Regions from separate parts of the Sus scrofa genome. Here all the other regions are linked to region 1. Evidence: chromatin contacts called from public HiChIP or PLAC-seq data. All regions are on one chromosome and are shown on one strand. Each heading gives the region's core, a stretch centred on a gene start, on an enhancer-like site or on the middle of the called end of the contact. The rest is flanking DNA. Distances are from core to core; before and after follow the strand shown.

The links. HiChIP or PLAC-seq counts read pairs in DNA pulled down with a chosen protein or histone mark.
Region 2: a contact with region 1 is called in an H3K27ac HiChIP or PLAC-seq map of skeletal muscle. The contact joins two enhancer-like sites. A contact is called at or near these places in 2 of 2 datasets of contacts at active chromatin or transcription factors (alveolar macrophages and skeletal muscle).
Region 3: a contact with region 1 is called in an H3K27ac HiChIP or PLAC-seq map of skeletal muscle. The contact joins two enhancer-like sites. A contact is called at or near these places in 1 of 47 Hi-C or Micro-C datasets (embryonic fibroblasts) and 1 of 2 datasets of contacts at active chromatin or transcription factors (skeletal muscle).

The regions. Positions count from the first base shown.
Region 1 is chr2:144,568,767-144,573,025 of Sscrofa11.1, reverse strand. All of the region lies in intron 12 of ARHGAP26 (rho GTPase-activating protein 26), which reads right to left. Among named protein-coding and RNA genes, the nearest start is that of ARHGAP26, 270 kb to the right of the region's middle. Within about 2 kb of position 2,550, at least 14 of the 83 cell types and tissues checked have an H3K27ac peak or open chromatin away from gene starts, as enhancers often do. A contact at or near this core is called in skeletal muscle, where this site is marked.
Region 2 is chr2:144,820,531-144,824,789 of Sscrofa11.1, reverse strand. It overlaps a transcript of NR3C1 not described here. Among named protein-coding and RNA genes, the nearest start is that of NR3C1, 110 kb to the left of the region's middle. Within about 2 kb of position 1,994, at least 1 of the 83 cell types and tissues checked has an H3K27ac peak or open chromatin away from gene starts, as enhancers often do. A contact at or near this core is called in skeletal muscle, where this site is marked.
Region 3 is chr2:144,704,813-144,709,071 of Sscrofa11.1, reverse strand. The region is part of intron 20 of ARHGAP26 (rho GTPase-activating protein 26); the gene reads right to left. Among named protein-coding and RNA genes, the nearest start is that of NR3C1, 220 kb to the left of the region's middle. Within about 2 kb of position 2,206, at least 24 of the 83 cell types and tissues checked have an H3K27ac peak or open chromatin away from gene starts, as enhancers often do. A contact at or near this core is called in skeletal muscle, where this site is marked.

The DNA.
Region 1 (4,259 bases), core at 1,301-3,800:
GGAGTCCACAGGTGTCCATGTTCCACAGGTGAGTCTGTACAGTTCGGTGCAATCCTACGTGAAAAATTGAAGTTTTTGAGACACGTCTCAAACTTACTTTATAGAGATGGGTAAAGGTCCATAAGCAGCTACGTCAACCCTTAAGGGGAATCAACAGAGGAAACCAATGACCAGATATTAAGACTCACCCCAAAGTCATCATATTAAAACTAGAGAGGTATGATCACAAGAACTGACAGACCAAGGGCATAAAGAACTCAGGGGCGGAGCTCACACATGCAAACCTAGCACACACTACAGCCGCTATCACAGGTCACAGAGGGGGAGAAATGGCCGTTTCCAAGATGTTATTGGGAAAACCGGCTTTCCACGTGGATAAAAATAAAGCTGAATCTTCATGAAACACCATATATGGTGGTAGGTATCAGATGGATTCGAAACCTACCTGTGAAAGACAAAAATCATGAAGCCAACCAAAGAAAATGTGGGTGCAGAGCTTTGTGCCATGGGTCAGACCAAGAGGCCTTCTTTAAAACACAGCTCGACGATCATAAACCAGCGGGGAAATGTTTTCGAAGATTAAAAAGGCTTTATGATCAAGGGAGGAAGAGGTCACATATACTATTGTCAGATGGCAACACGGAAACATCTATTTAAAATAGCTGCAACTAACAAGGAATGAATCCTAGAGCACAAGGAACTTTACAAATCGGCAATGAAGAAGAGGTAACAGGCAATAGCAAAATGGGCAAAGGACACAAAGAGGCAGAAAATAGAAGCGGACACCCAGTAAACAGGCCTATGAAGAGATATTTAAACTCACTGATTATCAGAGAACTACAAATCAAGACAAGGATGAGCTATCCTTTTCTACCTACTAGACTGGCAAAAAAAAAAAAAGAGAGAGAGTTGGATAATGGCCAGAGTTAGCAGGAAGGGGGAACTCTTCCCGTGGGGCTGGAGGCCCCGGAGAGACGGCTCTAGGTCACGACCTGAGCACCTTCCCTCCAACGAAGCGGACACTACTCTCCTCCAGGGTAAACCCCGACAATACCGCAGCGACATCTGCGCCCATGCCCCCTCTGTGAGAACCTCCAGGGAAACACAACAAGGACTACAACCATTTACACGACAGAAAACCCCAGGTAGGACAGAATAATGTAAATCAACGATAATCAAAGAATTAACAAAACAAAACAAAAACAAAAACAAAAACCCACACAGGTAGGAGTTCCTGTTGTGGATCACGGGTTAAGAATCCATGTCTGTGAGGATGTGGGGTCAATCCCTGGCCTTGCTCAGTGGGTTAAGGAGCTGGCATTGCCGTGAGCTGTGGGGTAGGTCGCAGATGTGGCTTGGATTCGGTGTGGCTGTGGCTGTGGTGTAGGCTGGAAGCTGCAGCTCCGATTCAGACCCCTAGCCTAGGAACTTCCATATGCTGCAGGTGCAGCCATGAACAAAATGAAACAAACAAACAAACAACAACAACAACAACAAAACACCCCACAAGTACATGAAAGACATGAATTGGCAAGAGTACACGTTAAAAGTACACAATAGAACGGTGGACTGCGGGAGGACAGGAATAGGAGTTGGGAAAAGAACTAAAAGAGAAGTGAGTGAGTGACTTAAGGAGGAGCCTGTGAGGATCCCGTGCCACAAGCCAGGGAGCAAGACTAATTCTCTCTCTCTGGACCCGAGATCCAAAGAGAAGAGAGAAGAAAGCAAAGGGGAGAAAAGTCTCTGCAAAGAAATGTGCATGCATTTATCTGCTGTCATCCCCTCCTTGGCAACTGGGCCATTTGGAAAACACCAGCAGCTGCCAGCCATTAATTATGGCCCTGCCTGACATCCCACAGGCACTGTATGCCCTGAGAGAAACTTCAAGATAAAAGCAACAAATTCAGAACTGTCCCCGAAGGAATTCCCTCCTGCTACCTGTCACTTCAAAATATGCTGGTTCTGTGGTGAAATGCTGGCATTTGAGTTCTCACCAAACCATTTTCCAGAAAGGAAAAGGCCCAACATTTGGAATCTGGCTCTTAAAAGGTAACAGCACAGCATCCCACGTTTAAATTCATATCCTATAGACTTCTTACCTTTAAGTGTTTCAATTGCCTCATACACAGCTGCAAAACCACCAGAGCCTGGGCAACAGCGCCACCTGTGGCGGAGGAGCGCCACTGCGTGGGGTGCGGTGAAACTCACGTCACCTCGGCAGGAATTGGAAAGGGAACGGGCTTGGCAGCAGAGGGGAAACGAAGCTAAGGCTCGTGTGATGTCAAAAGAAGTCCTAACCCTAACCCTAACCGGAGCACTTCTCTGGTGTAGCCAGCTTGGAAATCAGTGAACAGAGCAGTTTCTAGAACAAGAGCACCCTAGAAAAATAATTTTTCTAAACTACTCCTGGAAAAGTGACCGGTATGTTTAACCCATCTGTCCTCTCCCGCTTCCCATATGAAAAGGTGAGCAGCTGAAGAATCAGTAGAGACTCAAGGCAGCCAACTCTGTCCCCTGTGAATAACAATGGCAAGAGCCACATGCTGCACGCGCCTTGTTTCCACAAACGGAACCTTCTGTGTTGTTCTTTTCCTAGGGAGGTAGAATATCCCTGTGGTTAACAGCAGAGTTAAATTAGAGCCAGGCAGAACTCAGATTAAATCACATCTCCTGCATTGACCAATCTCAATTTCCTAATCTACAAAGTAGGTCAAAAGCACCTCGCAGAGCAGTGCAAAAGCATCAGAGGAGCTAATGTGCATAAAAACCCTGAAACACAGTGAGGAGCCGGTAAGCGCTATCCATGAACAGCTATTATTGTAAAATACACTCGCTGTTGACAATGCAAAGCATAGAGAAATATTTCAAGGTGAAGGTCGGTGTCTCCCAGCAATCTACCCCCTGTGCTGATTAAGACTTTGACGAGGAAGCGTCTCCAGGACTGTGCCTCTCAATGTCTCTAGACAAGGCAAGTCATTTATTTTTATCCACACATGGTTCCACCACCTGAGTTTTAAAAACGTAAGGGAACAATATACGGAGGGCACCGTTTTGGCAAATATACCAAGATCTCGCCTGTTCTTTTTAGAGGGTCCATAGTGCTCTCTGCTATTTGTCATCAGTGTCTTATTAACCATTTAGACTGTCTCCGATTCTTTGCTATCGTGACCGATGCGCCAATGAACTTCTTTACAGAAATGTCTTTGCATTCCCATCTATCCGTCAGGACAAACTGCTGGGTCAAAGGATATTTACTTTTGAAAGGCTTTTAATACATAGTCCCCAGATACTTAATACATATTACGATATGGTAAAACCAGCTGGCATGCCCACCAGCAGAAGCACGGTCATCTTTTAAATCTACCGGTATGTATCTCAAGGAGGGAGAAGCAGATTCATAACGTCAAAAGTTACAGGCAAGGAGTTCCCGTCGTGGCACAGTGGTTAACGAATCTGACTAGGAACCATGAGGTTTCAGGTTCGATCCCTGGCCTTGCTCAGTGGGTTAAGGATCCAGCATTGCCGTGAGCTGTGGTGTAGGTGGCAGACGCGGCTCGGATCAGCGTTGCTGTGGCTCTGGTGTAGGTCGGCAGCTACAGCTCCTATTAGACCTCTAGCCTGGGAACCTCCATATGCCGCGGGAGCGGCCCTAGAAAAGGCAAAAAAAAAGTTACAGGCAAGCTTCAGGTCTGGGCAGGGGGTCTCCTTCGATGTGTCCCTGCCCCTCCCAGTTCCTAGGTCCTTTATTATAGAAATGTGTCCCAGAGCAGGGCAGGGCGTGGGCCTCTGTCCTCTCTTGTCCTGGTGGGTCCCGTGATGTCCCTTCTGTAATTCCATCTCCTGAGTCCTCTCGAAACCCTCAGTCGAGGTGTGCTGTCTTGCCCCAGGTGGGCTGAAGCTAGGCCACTTTGATGCGCTCTTTCCTGGGACTCTCAGAGAAGTGAGGCAAGGACTGACAAACTGTTTAAAAGCTTTCTCATCCTGCTTCTATTATCCAGAAGGCCCTTCCCCACTGGTCCCCGGGTCTCCAGAACTGGTCTGATTTCAAGCCTTGGTTCTTCCACTCTTCCCACCTTACTGCGGGTGGCGCTGCAGAGTTCTCTGCCCTTTCATTATTATTACTATTGTTTATGCGATTGTTATTTTAGGTCAAGTTAGCCCCGTATCAGATGGGCTTTCCGAAACAGGCCCATCTGAACGGGGGAGGAAGGACTTGTTTCCTTGAATATTTACTTGAAAAATTCTCCCTGGTTCAATGC
Region 2 (4,259 bases), core at 745-3,244, 250 kb before region 1:
CCAAGAGTCCATTTCCAATTAAAACAAGAACATGTTTTTGTTTTCTTTGAATGCTTTTTGAATGTTGTTATTTTTCAGTATTTTGAGGAAATTATTTAATAAAAAAATGTAATCATTTGCTTTTTGAATGCTCTCTAAAAGGGACTGTTCCTTTTGTAAGGGTTTAAATTGATCTCAAAGTATTTTAAGATAGTTTGTTACCCAGTTGGATGTGAAATTTTTGGTGCCTAAGAAATACTGCTTGAATATTATTTTCAATGACAGTGTTAAGTTTCAAAAAAAAGCTTCTGAAAAGATAAATTACTATTCATTTATAGAATGTTATATGGTTAAAACCTGAAAGCACATCACACATTAATTTTAGTCCCAACAACCTTGGCTCCCCAAAAAATAGAGCTTAGTGAATAAAAGGTATGTGCACTTTGTTGTTAAAAGGAAATGAACTGACATTCATAAAACTAGCAGAGGCTGCACATTAAATGAAAAAAAAATGGGGAAAAAAAGCTGTGACCTTTTGGAATATGTGGGAAAGAGGTTATCTTAGTTATGTTTGAATATAATCATGGACTTAAGTGATAAAGCTATGGTGCTATTTGAAAGCAGCTTCATTTTCTATGTATGCGGTATCTTGCCATCCCAAACTATTGAAGTCTGTTGTAATTTCAGTGAGAGGTAACATGCCTAGATACTCACAACAAATCCCAAAAAGTATTTATAACTAGTGGCGGAAAAAAGTGACTCTCTTGGTGTTCCTAGGCCTTACTATGGGACATACCCAACTGTCTAAAACTATGGAGGGGAACTTCAAAAGAGCACCTGCTTTCTCCTGGAAAAACAAACAAAAATGGTACCCCAGAAGAAAAACCATCATGATTAGTGTCCATAAAGAGCTTAATATTTTGTGTAGGATGAGCTCTGGACATACACATAAAGGAAAGCCAGCCTCACTTCAGAACTGGGGGATGGAAGAATGGGCAATTCCAATTTTACTTATCTATCTATACATCCTATTACCATAAGTCTTATCATTTTAGTTCTTTGTTAAATATCCTAAAATTACATCACCATGGAATGAACATTATTATTATACTTTGATCTGTCGAAATTCAAGAACTGTGGCAGCCCCTAGTGAGATTTTGATCTCGGTGGGTCACCCAAAAGACTGTAGCTATAGACGAATGTGTTTTTCTGTGCCTGGTTTGAGAGGTGGAAGAGAAAATAAGAGTGTAAGGAGGACACTTTAACCACTTGGTAATGGAAGTTTCAAGATTTCCCAGCCTGGATCAGGTGTTGGGCAAAGGATTAGTTAGCTTCTCTCTAGAAGATGCCTGAAAGAAGGATTTTATTTTCTGATGAAAGGCCGTATGAAAATACCCTCCTCAAATAACTTGCTTAACTACATATAGATTCAAGTGTGTCAATATTCTATTTTGTATATTAAACAAATGCTATATAATGGGGACAAATCTATATTATACTGTGTATGGCATTATTAAGAAGCTTTTTCATTATTTTTTATCACAGTAATTTTAAAATGTGTAAAAATTAAAACCAGTGACTCCTGTTTAAAAATAAAAGTTGTAGTTTTTTATTCATGCTGAATAATAATCTGTAGTAAAAAAAAAAAAAGGAAAAAGAAAAAAAAAAGAAAAACAATGTCTTTTTACCTACACAGTGAAATGTCAGATTGTAAAATCTTGTGTGGAAATGTTTAACTTTTATTTTTCATTTAAATTTGCTGTTCTGGTATTACCAAACCACACATTTGTACTGAGTTGGCAGTAAATGTTAGTTAGCCATTTACAGCAATGCCAAATATGGAGAAACATCATAATAAAAAATCTGCTTTTTCATTGTATGACTCCAAAATGCTTGTGTAGAACTCATGCAATTCCGGTTTTCCTGGTTCTTTTCCCCCTTCTTCTACTGAAGCCCTGGAGTTATCACTTTAGGAAGCATAAGATGCTAGCTAGCATGGACAGTAAATGTCAGCGTGGCAACGTTTGCATGCCAGTATGGCATAAATTCAGAATGACCTTAACCCCAGTGTCAGAGGCCCCAGAAATATCCCTTCCATGCCTCAAATGGTCATGTGCCAATTACTGCAAAGCTTTACAGGGGAAGGAAGAACTCGTTTCCAAGCCTTCTCCAGATATCAGTCTTTATCATGAAAAATGACATTTATGTAAATAAAATGTTATCTAGGCAAAATTCTTATCTTCCTTAAAAAATCAACTGTCCCAAAAAAAGGGCATAAATATGTAGTAAGTAAAACAGTGTTGCAAACTACAGGCAATAAAGGCAGAAGGGAGGAAAAAAGGAAACCAGCTATTCTATACAAACTAGAGTATAGTAGTTCCAAAAGCATATTGTGTTCAGGTTATATCCATGCACTGGATAATCTAACAAACCTTCCTATAAATACTCTTTTCTCCATGAGTGGCCTCCATCACTAGGAAAAAGGCATATTATGATTTTAAAACCACGTTTGCCCTACCCATCATGTGCACCAAGCATTTGCTGTGTACATACCATATGATAAATAATGAAGACAGAATAAGAAAAATACTATTGCTACCCTCAGTCCCTTGCAAAAGTGTATAAAAGAAACCTCCTTTTCCAGTGTTTCAAGGTACAATGCAGAAATACCAGATACGGCACCAGTATGTATGAACATTATTGTTTTATACTTCAAGTATTAATCTTATATTTGTAGAACACTTTCACATGCATTATACCAGTTATATTCCTCACCCAATAGATGAATGAAATAAAAACAAATGTTGAAGATAATAACTCCATTTTATAAAAAAGGAACAAGCTCAGAGTTAAAGTAACTGATTCATAGCTGCTGGCTGCCATTTTATTGACGTTTCAATGAAAAATCTTTGTAATTAGGCCATTTATCACATGTCAGAGAATGTCACTTGTCTACAAACTCCTAGGGAAGTGGTATTGCTTTCCTGCTTTTAAATTAAACTATTGTTTTAATTTACTGAGCCAAGCATCGTGTTTCAATATATTATCTCATTTAAATTTAGCAGCCCTATGAAGTGCTACTATTAACTTCATTGTATTTATACAAAGAGACTGCTTAAACAACTGACTAACTTGCTTCACCAAAGCTTGGAAGTGGTTAAGTAGGATTTAAAAAAAAAACAGAAAACACGGGCATCTGGCTCTAGAGTCCATGCTCTTAAGCACTACTGAGAAATTGTTAATATGAAGCTCCTAACTGGATTATATGAACCCATATTGAGCATTATGTGTCAGGCCTTTTAAGGTAGTCTCATTTAATCTCATCATTTTTGCTACCATATCAGTTTTGACTTAGACATTTAACAATGATAATCCCTTCTCTTAAAAACATGTGTCCTGTCCCCTGGGGATGTTGATGGTGAAAAGCAGCTGCCCGGAGATGACATTACCCTTTGGTTTGTCAGCTATACAAGGAACCTGTCTCACTGATGCCCATAAGGAAATCAACAAATGTATTTCTTCGACATAGAGGCTACATTGAAACTGAGGAAGGGAGCTGCTTATAATGAAAACTGATGCAAGTCAAAATTTATATTTAGTTTGGTAAGTAAAGTAAGAGCCTGATTTTGAGTATTGAAGACACAGAGGTACTTATACCAGCTGACTGTTTTTTCAGACCTTCAGCTAATCTCTATTAATTGGCATTGAGTGGCTGTTAACAACATTGGTAACTCTATACCATTTTCTTTGGTTAAAGAATCCAACCTCCTCTTCTTATATCAGGCTTCTGTTTCCCAGTTAAAATGAATACTTTGTAGGGAAACAATTTTTACTTTATTTGGTTACAGACACGCTAATCTCAGAACAAAAGAGTTCATGTAAACAGCATCAAACACTCAAAACCTTGCCTCACTCTATCCAGACAGCTTGAATAAGAGACAATTTATACTATTCTTCTGTACCCTCACCATAAATATCCAATAGGATGATATATGTACAGAATGTAAATAAGCCAAAGCTTTTCTATTATTATTAATGTGGCATTGTCTTACCAAGTACTGTCTTTGAATACACATGGTATTGTGCTGGAAGTAACAATTTAGGTCATCCAAAACAACTAGGGTTGTTTGCTAGCATTACAAAGAATGGAATAAAAATGAACTTGTTTCCAAGTGGGGATGACAGGGGATAGTGTGCATAGAAAACAACCAAGGTTCACAGAACATGGAACTACATCATCAATACCTCCTGATCAGTACTGCTACCCGCTGTGTGGCAGG
Region 3 (4,259 bases), core at 957-3,456, 140 kb before region 1:
AGGGAAGGAGACATGCAATCCCTTATCTGAAGCAAGAGAAAAGCCCTTTCAGGCTTCCTTCCGAAGTCCTCTTAAGGCGTGAAAGCCTGCGAGCCCTGCAAAATGTTAATTGCTGAAAGCCCTACGAAATGCTAAGCCAATTTCCTTCACTAAAGATACTACCAAAACCTGGAGGTTTAAAATGCCTACCACCTACTTAACACGTACAAAATGCAGCTAAATTCCGAATGAAATTTGTTCATTCATCTGCTTAATTAAACCCCGAGGCGGCAGCATCTACTCCGTATTATGGCACATGGGGACAGGGACGGGGGGGTTGTTTAGGATTAGTTGGCAAGAGTAATGAGTCTAATGGCGACAATGCAGACCCTTTGCACGATCTGAGCTTATAAAGTGGGGGGAAGAAAACAATCCATGGGAAGGCAAACTTGGTCCCCTTCGTGACGTCCAGTCCGCTGGGAAACGGGGATGCTGGCTGAGCCGGGGAATGGTGTGTGGTTCCTGCCTCCACACTCCCCACCTCCCCCTGCAACCCCGCCAGCGGGCTGGACAGATCCGAGTGGCACTGACAGCCCTGGTGCTTGGGACAGAAATCCCGCTGGGTCATGAAGCATGTAAAAATGAACCAGTAAAAATCAGATGGGTCACCAGGCAGGGATCTCCATCTTCCCCCAAGGGAGGCCAGTTGGGCTCCTACCTGGCCACAGAGATCTTGGCTGGGGAAGGGGAAACGCTGCCAGGAAGCCTCTCAGAAGACAAGAGTGCAGGTCCCATCAGTGACAGTCTCCGAAAACGTCAGGGGAGCGGGGCCTGGCACGTGGAGAAAGTGTGGCGGTGGTGGCCTCAGAGTCCGAGGGGTAAGAGGGATGATTCCAGGCTTGGCCAAGACATGACCCCGAAGGAGCAGGCTGGAAGCACCGTGCGGGTTGTGAGGAGCAGGAAGCACAGGCAAACGATTCCCTATGAAAATTATCATGCTTTCCAGCTCTTTCTCCAGGTGGGAAGCACCCACCAGGTTTTCAGGCAAAACTGTCTGAAGGGATCTTTTCAGCAAAAGCTGCATAAGAAGCAGGATCGCTCTCACAGGGAAAGCCCTCTCCCACAGAAAACGGATCCAACCGCCCAGGAAAACAACCTCTTTCAAATCCCTGCATCCCAAAGAACGACAAACAGAGATCCCTGCAGCGAAATCACAGCTGCCTGTTTGGGTGTAACTCTTTTGGCATCAAATAGCACTTAGATGGGTAAAATTCCTTTTAAAACAGAGGCCGTGAGTTATCCCTTGTCTAATGCATATTATTCATTTAGTGATTCATGTGGTCTCAATAAATAACAGGTAGGCATGCAGCTTATCAGGTACCCCGTGGGATGCAGAGGTTTCTGAAAGTTTCAGGAACACGCCTGCCTACCTACCCCAGCGGGTCCAGGTTGAAGGTGGGCACCACCTGCCTCCGGAGGAGACGTTCCTCCTTTTCAGGGACTGCCAGAGAGCTCCAGGCTGTCAAGACAGGAGGCTGGTGGGGGAAGATGGGCAGAAGAACAGCCTGGACCATCTCTTAGCACCTGAAACATACACATCAGGATTGGGGGAACAGAGGGGCAGAAAGGACAGTGTGGGAGAGGCCCCCCGAAGCTCAACTTCTCAACATCTGATATACGAGACACTGACTTCCTTCTGTCTCCACAAGAATATAAAATCAATGAGAGCAGAAACTCTAATTTTTTCTTTCTTTTTAGCGCCACACCCGCAGCAGATGGAAGGTCCCGGGCTAGGACTGAATTGGAGCTGCCGCCCTGGCCTGTGCCACAGCCACAGCCACAGCCATGCCGGATCCTTAACCCACCGAGCGAGGCCAGGGATCGAACCTGCATCCACAAGGACGCTAAGTTGGGTTCTTAACCCACTAAGCCACAACAAGAGCGCCATCTAATTTCTTTTTTCTTTAAGTCACCCTTTCTTCAGCACGCAGAATGACGCTGGGCCCACAGCCAGTGTTCCAACCATTTTTGTTGAGCGAATCTCGCCTGAACAGGTAAACCATAAGTAAAATTGGAGCTCTCTCTCCCCAGGCAAAAGCTCGCCCCAGGTTGCATCTGAGAGTCGCCGAATCAAATTCAGAAGGAGCCAACGGCGCTCCAGAGAAACAGCTCCGCCTGGAAGCGGGCCTTGTTTATCCTCTGAATTCCAGGGCCTGTGCTCTAGCCGCTCACTGGCCACTAAAACCGGACGGGACGGTTGACTCTGGCAGCGTGTGAAGGCATTTGGCATGCACACAGCTTTTAGGTCACCAGAAATAACTTGCAAATGCGTGTGTGTGTTAAGCGGAAAGGATGAGAAAAATTAGTTTCATTTATGGGGCTACTGGGCAGTGAGTTATTTTTTAGGGGTGGGGACCACTTAGGCAGGGAGAACTCCAAGGCTGGGTTCCTCCACTGCTGGAACCGTGCTCTGTCCTCACCGCCTTCTCTTAATCCTAACAAGCCCCGCCACCCCTACCCCAGCGGTCAGAAAAAAGCATCCCCCTCGTGGTTTTTAATTTGGGGGAATTACTGCAGTATCTTTAGTGCCTCATGGGACATCCCCTGACTTCTTTCTCAGCATTTGTTTACTTCCTCCTTAAAAATCAAGATCTTCCAGAAAAGCGGTGGCCTGATGCCAACGCTATTTGTCACTGGGAGAGGAGAGTGGCTTCTAGTTCTGCAGCCCTCCGTGAGCACCCGGTGAAGCATCTCCATTCTCAGGGACAGGTCAGCCCCACTCCTTCCGCCTTCAGGGGAAGGCTTAGGGCCAAGGACTGTCACCGGATGGACAGTCACTGGTGGTGCCAGGATCAAACCCAGGCTTTCCGGCTTTGCACGCCAATGTTAGAACTATCTTTCTTGTTGCCTCAGCCATTAGCTGTGGGTTTTGTTTTGTTTCCTAACTTCTTAGAATCTCATTTATGAGTCATTTTCTTTCAAAGAAGATTCTGCAAATGGAAGGGCTAATCTCCACGTACCACTGTGCTACAGCGAGAAGCTCCCATGGCTTCTACCTTCCTGCGCAGCCCAGCCCCAGCCCCATCCCAAGGCAGCTGCCTGTGACTCTGACTTGGGTCAGTTAACTATCGCTGAGAGAACTGGCCTACATTCAGCAGCTTGAAACAACCCTGGTGTATTCTTTGCCACGAATCTGTGGGTTAATTGGGCAGCTTTTCTGTTGGTCTTTCCTGGACTCACTCATGTGGTTGTATCCACTGATGCGTGGCTGGGGGTGTCGGGCTTGGCTGGGGCCGCAGGCCCTCTTGCTAGTCGTCCTCCGTCCTTGAGTAGGCTGGCCTGGGCTCTTGACATGGCATCTGGGGTCCAAGAGGGCCTGGGCTTAGAGTTGGTCAAAACAGTCAGAGGGTAAAGGCCCACCTAGATTCAAGGACTCCGCCTCTTAATGGGAGAGGCTGCAAAGACTCTTGGCCACAGGTAACCCACCAAAGGCTTTCTAGATAGAAAGGATTGAAGTGGGCTGGTAAGAAGAGCATCTTCTATTACCAAGCAACGTATGGATTTAGTGTGGCCAAAGACACTGGAAATCTAGATTGAAAAAATATTTATTTACTTGTATATGTAAATATGCCCACACCACCACACACACACACAACGTCTTTCTAGGGCCACACCCAGGGCATATGCAAGTTCCTAGGGCATTTCCAAGTTCCAGGCTAGGGGTTGAATCACAGCTGTAGCTGTGGGCCTACACAACAGTTCACAGCAATGCAGGATCCTTAACCCACTGAGCAAGGCCAGGGATCAAACCCACATCCTCATGGATACTAGCCAGGTTTGTTACCTCTAAGTCAGGATGGGAACTCCCTGTTGCCCCCCCCCCGCCAACCCCGCGCAAAAAATACATTAATAGATTTGTTTGGTTTTTGCTTTTTAGGGCTGCACCCATGGCATAGGAGGTTCCCAGGTGAGGGGTCGAATGGAGCTATAGCTGCTGGCCACAGTCACAGCCACAGCCACAGCCTCACCAGATCCAAGTCACATCTGCAACCTACACCACAGCTCATGGCAACGTCAGATCCTTGACTCACTGAGCGAGGCCAGGGATCGAACCCACAACCTCATGGTTCCTAGTTGGATTCGTTTCCACTGCACCACGATGGGAACACCTTAATAGCCTTTTAAAGAATAGTTTTAGGTTTACAGAAAAATTGTTCAACATATAGCTCTCCCTATTCCCTAAGTTTAATATTAACATCATTCATTATGTCATTTGTTGC